Regions from separate parts of the Hordeum vulgare genome. Here region 1 is linked to region 2. Evidence: chromatin contacts called from public Hi-C data. All regions are on one chromosome and are shown on one strand. Each heading gives the region's core, a stretch centred on a gene start, on an enhancer-like site or on the middle of the called end of the contact. The rest is flanking DNA. Distances are from core to core; before and after follow the strand shown.

Region 1 (4,399 bases), core at 913-3,412, 170 kb before region 2:
ATTCAGATTGCTTTTATTTTTTATACCATTTTTTCGGAATTTACTGTTCATGTGACTGCATTTGTGCTAAAGATTAGGATGGTCCAGATTTGGAAAAACTTCCATAATGTACGGTGTAAGATTGGGATGGTCCAGATCAAGTCAAGCTCGAAGAGGAAAGATTAGGGGGAGAATCGTGAGTGTACTCTTTGTTTTGGGGTAAAGCCGCATGGCTGTGTTCTCCTGGGTATACAGAGAAAAGAAACGCTAGCAAGTGCTCCCTCCGTTCCTAAATATAAGTCTTTTTAGAAATTTCATTAGGAGAGTACATACGGATGTATATAGACATATTTTAGAGTGTAGATTCATTCATTTTGCTCCGTATGTAGTCACCTAGTGAAATCTCTTAAAAGACTTACATTTAGGAACGGAGGGAGTAGTAAAATACAAGGGTCACTGAGTTACCTATGACTGAGGCTATGAAAACTATTGCCCCTTGTCAAACATTACCATAATAACAAAATTGAATAAGCATTAATTTGTTATTAAAACGTTTATCAGCATACCATCATGCTGAATACCGATCTCCGGTATATCCCTTATTTGATCATCAAGGCTGTCACTGTAGATCCTGGTTTCGATGTCACCCTTAATATATTACCACAGAGCTGAAATAAGGCTATGTTTATATGTAGAGAGGAAGGATGAAATCTTTGTATTTAAAATTTGGACTCACATACTTCTTCACCAATGGTTTTGTTCCTGTTGTCGCTGCCACAACAGTTTCAAAAAGTGTAACCATAAAGATCATGACAGTGTGTGTGCTGGTCATGATAGAAATTATATCCATGGTTATTTTATCTAGCTTTATCCATGATAGAACTGATTATAATGCATACAACACCAATCAAATGAAAAGAAAAACTACAAACACTGAAAATAAGGAGGAGCAAGCCATGCAAGACAGGATATCAATCCTGTCCTGTGCAACAGAGAACAAACAGTAGACATTTTGATTACGAGTGACAAGTTACGAACTAACAAGTGTTCATGCAACAACATCGTGCTATCATATACTTCCTCTCTCTAAAAATAAATGTCGTTGATCTGGTACAAAATTTATACTAACTTAGTATTAAATCTGCGACACTTGTTTTAGAACGGAGGGAGTATATATGAAAGAAACAGATAGTGCGTACCATTAACTATGATGGCTTCCCAAAGAGCATGTTCATGACAGCCCTGAAGACATGCCCCCGCTTGACGGTGCCGCCGCGCACTGCCTCCTCGTCCAACGTGAACCCCTTCTTCTTCATCATCTCGAGCAGCGCCTTCCCCTCTTCGACCTTGTCCATCCTGACGTGCGCCTCGAAGGCAGCAAGGCAAGTCTCGACATTGGGGCGCATCCCCCGGTCGAGCATCTCCAGCAGGTACTTGCGTGCCTCAGCGCACCGGTCGCCCGCCGCGAGCCCCTTGACAAGCACGGCCATGGTGTAAGCGTTGGGCGCGACCCCGCCGGAGAGCATGCGGTTGTAGGTGCGCACGGCGTCGCGCCAGCGGGCGGGGCCGGCGGCCGCGTAGGCCTCGAGGACGGCGGTGTGGGCGACGACGTCGGGCATGGCGCCCTTGTCCCTTATGACAGAGAAGAGGGCCAGCGCCTCGTGCGTGAGCCCGTCCTTGGACAATCCGTCGAACATCTTGATGGCATAGTCGGTGAGGCCTCCGGTGCGCATCCTGTGAAAGATCTCCTGAAGGTTGGTGGGGTCGACCGGGTCGGCCGCAGCGGGGTTCTTGCTGAAGGGTTCGTAGGGCGGCGGCGGAGCGGGGTTCTTTGCCGGGGACGTCGGTGGAGGCTCGGCGGGGCTCTCGTCGTCGTCGGACCAGTCGAAGGAGACGGGGCTGTTGGTGTTGGGGCTGCGGTTGGGCGGTGGAGAAGCGGTGGAGGAGAGGAGGCGGCCGGCACTGGACAGGGCGGCGGAGGAGGTGGGACGGAGTAGGCGGCGGACGGCGGCGACGGCCATGGGGAGGGAGTGGCGGAGCTCCTTGGGTTGCAGTTGCACACACGGAATGAGACGACCGATCCTTGAGTCATATCGGACATGTCGTAGACCGTCGGATGACGAGCACGATGGCCATCAGATCTGGTATTACAGCCACCACGCTCGGATAACAAGGTATGTGATGAATGTCATGGCTCGCCAGGCGCTCGGCCGTCTAACATCGGTCTTAAAACGCAGGGCACATGAAAAGCTTGATGCGCATAGGGGCCTCGGATTTCTGAACGTTGGCCCGAGCAAAATAGAAAATCAAATTAAAATTGAATATCTCGGTTAAATGGAAGAGCTTTAAAACTAAGAAACATAGCGCGTTAAAATAATTAAACAGGCTCCCAAAAAAAAAGAATTAAATAGGAGAGCTTCATGAGAAATTGTTGACCCGTCAAAATCGACTGACCTAACTCAAAATTAAAGACCTAAATTAATTATGAGGCCTTAAAAATCAGGAAGCATAGTGGATACTAGAAGGATTGAACGCGCTTTGCTGCGTGGTTGGTGTTTTTGATTTTCATAATTTTTATACTTCGTCTATCTTAAAGTATATGTTGTACTCCCTTCGTTTTAAAATTATTGTCTCGGATTTATCTAGATATGAATGTATCTAGTCACATTTTAGTATATAGATGCATTTATATCTAGAAAAATTTAAGACAAGAATTTTGAAACGAAGGGAGTATTAGTTTTTTAAAAAGTCAACCCTCTTTGAATTTGACCATGTTTTTATAGAAATATATCAGTATGCATAATATCAAGTCAGATTCTTAGATTTATCATGAAATGAATTTTTATATTATTATTTAGTATTGTGGATGTCCACAAACGAACAACCATCTAACCGCGAGTCTGAACTCCCACGATTAGTGCATCACAATACTAAGAAAAATATTATAGGTAGGAGCCTATTAGTAGCGCTGGAAAGTAGAAAGCGATGCTGCTATTTAGCAGTAGCGCTGGGCACAACGCAGCGCTACTGCTAATGTCCTTAACAGTAGCGCTGGCCTTATATTCTGTGCTACTGATAAACGGGGACCAAGGAGACCACCCGCAGTAGCTATAGTAGCAGCGTCGTTCCTAAACCTTCGCTACTACTAAGGTCAATATCAGTAGCGCTGCGTAGCATCCAGCGCTACTGCTAAAAGCGGCCTAACGACGTAACCGCAGTAGCTGTAGTAGCGGCGCCGGCGTGGTAAAAGCGCTACTCCTAAGTACAATAGCAGTAGCGCTCCTCCGGAACCACCGCTACTACTATGTTGAGTTAACACCCCGCGCCATGCCTAAAAAATTCCTAACTCTCCCCCACTCCCCCACCCCCTCTCTCCTCGAGCTCAAGCCGTCGCCGCCTCCCTCGCCGTCGTCGTCGTCGTCGTTGCCGTCGCCTCCCTCATAGCTGCCTCCCTCGCCGTCGCCACCGCGCCCACTACTAGGAAAAACCTTATATGCATGAGCCTATTAGTAGCGCTGGATTGTAGAAAGCGCTGCTGCTATTTAGCAGCAGTGCTGGAAACAACGCAGCGCTACTAATAATGTCCTTAGCAGTAGCGCAGGCCTCATAATCTGCGCTACTGATAAACATGGACCAATGAGGCCATCCATAGTAGCTACAGTAGAAGCGCCGTTCCTAAACCTGCGCTACTGCTAAGGTCAATATCAGTAGCGCTGCATAGCATCCAGCGCTACTGCTAAAAGGGGCCCAACGACGTAACCGCACTAGCTGTAGTAGCAGCGCCGGCGTGGTAAAAGCGGTACTGCTAAGTACAATAGCAGTAGCGCTTCCATAAACCCACCGCTAGTGCTATGTTGAGTTAACACCCGTCGTGCCTAAAAATTTTCTAACTCCCCCCAATCCCCCACCCCCTCTCTCCTCGATCTCAAGCCGTCGCCGCCTCCCTCATAGCCGCCTCCCTCGCCGTCGCCACCGCCCCCACTACTAGGAAAAACCTTATATGCATGAGCCTATTAGTAGCGCTGGATTGTAGAAAGCGCTGCTGCTATTTAGCAGTAGCGCTGGAAACAACGCAGCGCTACTGATAATGTCCTTAGCAGTAGCGCAGCCCTCATAATCTGCGCTACTGACAAACAGGGACCAACGAGGCCACCCGCAGTAGCTACAGTAGCAGCGTCGTTCCTAAACCTACGCTACTGCTAAGGTCAATATCAGTAGCGCTGTGTAGCATCCAGCACTACTGCTAAAAGGGGCCCAACGATGTAACTGCACTAGCTGTAGTAGCAGCGCCGACGTGGTAAAAGCGCTACTGCTAAGTACAATAGCAATAGCGCTCCCATAAACCCACCGCTACTGCTATGTTGAGTTAACACCCGGCGTGCCTAAAAATTTACTAACTCCCCCCACTCCCCCACCCCCC
Region 2 (3,961 bases), core at 125-2,624:
GGGAGTACACATGCCAAGGGATGGGCCATATGGGCGTATGAGCTAGGCTGGGGTGATGGATGGAGCCATGCCTTGGTGCTTCCGTTGGACCAAGGCTCCAATTGTCATCGATCGCCGCAGCGTGCCCATGTGACAACAACCATATAACCCATATTTAAAGATGCATACAAAATGATATCGCCTCTGATCTGTCTGACCGACATGGATAGACATATCCTCCCATCCACAAAGACGTTTCTTGTCTCACCAGTTTTACATACATGCATAGTTTTTCTTTTTTCATTCTCGATCAGGCGAAGAGGAAACTTTTTTCTGATTTCTATCACTGTATTAAAAAATAACTTGTCTAAATAACTGTTGTACATCCAGTGACAGCGCTTAAGCGATCCAGTGACAGTGATCGAGCACTGTATCCCAACTGCGGGCCTTCTTCTTAAGCGAATGGAGTGATTAAGAAGCGATTGCGTGTGGCTAGAAAAAGTCGCTTGAACCTTGACTTCTCCGCCCTAGATAAGCACAAAATTTCTCATTCCAGAAGATAGCTAATTAATTGCCACGTTGCACGTGCCCTAAGCTATCTCGAAACACACACAAAAATAAATAAATGAGAAAAGTAATCACAAATCCCTTGATATCTCATTTCAACTGTACGAGCTATACTTGTCGACGCATGGCCGCTTGTGATTAAGTTGTGAAAAGTAGTAGCACGGGAAGAAGAAAAATCAAAGAGAGAATTGGAAATCAAAGGTGGAGAGCAACTTTTGACGAACGTACGTACGTACCCGGCTGCTTCGTGTCCGAGGATGCGAGGAAACCTGCGTTGACGCTCGTTCTGCGTCGTCAAAGCAGCCAGGAACTCAGATCGATCGGAGGATGAAGCAAAGAAGAAGAAATCAAAGCATCTCCATGCATGGCTAAGCTAGTCTTGAGGGGTTGTGGTAGTTAGCTAGCTATACCTCTCCTCTCCAGAAGCTGAGGTCGGTGTGGCAGATGGAGGTGAAGAGGACCTTGACGCGCACCTCCATACGCGCCGGTGGCGCCACCTCCACCTCCTCCATCACCAGCGGCTCGCCGGGACCCCACGCCACCGCCGCTGTTCCCACGACGCCAAACCGTGGTTAGTCAGTGGTTCATGGCGCCGGCAGGTGCATGCATAGATAAGAATCGAAGAAGAAAATGGCCTGAACAAGATGAGGAGGGGTTTGAAGATCGGGGGGAGAACCTTTGCATTTGATGGGCTTGCCCTTGGTGCTGCCGCCATTGGAGTAGCCATTGGTTGCCATGGTGTGAGCTTCTCGGTTTGATTGGAGTACTTTTCTATCAAGGGGAAGTGGAAGTTCTTCTTCCCAGTTGAGCAAAGGCAGCGCAGCGATGCAGCTGGCAGCGTGGTTATATAGAACGAGCCGGCGTTGATGGTCCTGTCTGCCATGTGCCGTCCCACCTAGGCTGCAAACCTGACGGGTAGGCCCCATGGAGTATCCTTCCCAAAATACCCCTGGAGTCGAATGGTATTCACAAGCAAAAACCACATAACCTGGTAGTTTTTTTTTTCCGTAGATTCGTATTTTTAAAACGTTTTATCTTTTATATCGTGCGTACAAATCTCGAATCGTTTCCACCGTTGTATTCCTCACATCGAGATATTTCGACGAACTTTTTATTCATGAAAAAAACCTGAACAGAAAAACCATGCCTCTCACGGCTCTTACCTTGCTTGACTGTGGCTCTTATGCTGGTCACAATGAAAGTATTTTAGATAGTATCATACGTGTCAATTTTTAGTATATGTGGCACATAATTAAATGAGAAAGAAAGAGTTAAATATCATATATGATACCGTATCATATTAAATGATGTATAGTATCTGCCTTGTATAACAATAAATGAAACTTCTATGATACCAATTTATAATACTAGGCTGGTCGTAATGGAAAGTATCATATATTAGTATCATGCATATGATACTAGTGTATAATATACCTTTCTGATGCATAATATCGTATGTTAGTATCATGTATTATTTTATTTTTTATCATGCATGATACATAGTAGTATAACTTTTATTATGATACGGTATGATGATATGATATTTAACCTCCTCTTTCTTTATTCAATTCTATGAAACCTCATCAAAATTGTCTACTCCCTCCGTCCGGGTGTATAGGACATGCACGTAGTTCTAGGTCATTAATTTAACTATTTAAATATGTATTATATGTAATAAATAATATACCATTAGATTCATGCGAAGATGTAGTTTCTGAATATGTAATTTTCATCCCATATAATATATATTTAGCTAGTTAAATTGACAACCTAGAACCACGCGCATGCCCTATACACTTGGACGGAGGTAGTAGTTGGCATGCATAATACTAGTTATGATACTCCCATTACGACCAACCTTATGCACTACTCCCTCTGTCCAATGAAAATGTACATAAAGACATTTTAGGACAAATTATGAAATAGAGTAAAAACATGCATTGGAAAGTTGCAAGACACCATCTCTCTCTTCTTTAATTACCCAACCCCTAATGAGCTAAGTGCATGTAGAAATTAAGGAGACTATGTGTAAAATGTTATTGCTCTTGCTTACTATGTGATAAGAGAGAAGCATTTTTTAATACTTTAAAGTGCATTGAAAAGATAAAAATACACTCTTTTGTGGACAAATTTAAGGTCAAATGTACACTCTTCACCGGACAGAGGGAGTATGTGGCACATAATTAAATGATGAAAGAGAAAATTGAGTGTGATACCGTATCATATTAAATGATGTACTAATATCTGTCTTGCATGACAATAAATGAAACTAATATGGTAACAATTTATGATATTATACACAATGAAGATAGTATCATACACTAGTATTATATGCATAATATTAGTATATATGATAATTTTCATTGTGACTAGCCTTACTCCTCTTAAAGATAACTCTTACCTTCGAGGTTGAGATAAGTGGCGCACTGCATGTGTGCTACTTGTCACAACATGGGATTTTTCTTTTTTTTTCATATATCCGTATTTTTAAAATGTTTTATCTCTTAAACGTGAGTCCAAATCTTGAATCATTTTTACCGTTAAATTTCTCGTGTCGAGATCTTGAAAAAACGATCACATTTTAATAGATTTTGATGAAATTTAAAAAAACGGACAGAAAAACCATGCCTCTTGCGGAAGAAAAAACACGTATTCTCTTTCATTTCCGAGACGCATGGTTGTGCCTCTCGGGGAAGCAAACCCGTTTCTCTCGGAGAAGCAAAACTGTACCCCTCACGAAAGAAAAAAAATGAATTATTTTCCTTTTCAGGAGGCATGACCGTGCCTCTCGCGAAATCAAATCTGTGTCTCTCGTGGAAGCAAAACTATACCTCTCACCAAAGGAAAAAAAAATAGCAAATACGTTTTTTCATTTCCGAGAAGCACGGTCGTGCCTCTTGCGGAAGCAAAACCGTACCTTTCGTGGAAGAAAAAGAAAATAGGAAGCACATTTTTTTCGTTTCCGAGAGGCACTACCGCGAAAGCAAATTCGTGCCTCTTACGCAAGAAAAACCGTGCCTCTCGTGAAAGAAAAAATGGAAAATATATATTTTTGTTTCCGAGAGGCACGGTCGTGCCTCTTGCGAAAGAAAATCAGTGCCTTTCGCGAAATATTAAAATGGAAAATATAATTTTCCCGTTTCCGAGAGACACGGTCATGCCTCTTGCGAAAACAAATTCATGTCTTTCACGGATGAAAAACCGTACCTCTCGAGGAAGGAAAAAAAAGAAAACACATTTTGTTTTCCGTTTTCAAGAGGCACGTGTGTGCCTCTCACGGAAACAAATCTGTGTCTCCCGTGCAAGAAAAACCATGCTTTTCGAAAAATAAAAAACACATTTTTTTGCGCAATTAGTTTAGAAAAAAAAGTTCAAAAGCTAAAAAAGACAGGTGAAAAATCGAAACACCGAAAAA

The links. Hi-C and Micro-C count contacts between places; a contact is called where the count stands out from the background.
Region 1: a contact with region 2 is called in a Hi-C map of leaf, with 2.3 times the contacts expected there. The contact joins the promoter of LOC123397249 here to the promoter of LOC123397145 in region 2. A contact is called at or near these places in 2 of 6 Hi-C or Micro-C datasets (leaf and seedling).

The regions. Positions count from the first base shown.
Region 1 is chr1H:24,972,344-24,976,742 of MorexV3_pseudomolecules_assembly, reverse strand. It overlaps LOC123397249 (pentatricopeptide repeat-containing protein At4g38150), which reads right to left and starts at 2,162. Exons shown (of 3, transcript XM_045091893.1): 1 at 2,026-2,162; 2 at 1,179-2,023. The coding sequence starts at 2,080. The coding sequence ends at 1,185.
Region 2 is chr1H:24,801,927-24,805,887 of MorexV3_pseudomolecules_assembly, reverse strand. LOC123397145 (alcohol dehydrogenase-like 4) reads right to left here and starts at 1,374. Exons shown (of 9, transcript XM_045091828.1): 1 at 1,223-1,374; 2 at 957-1,093; 3 at 783-832. The coding sequence starts at 1,283.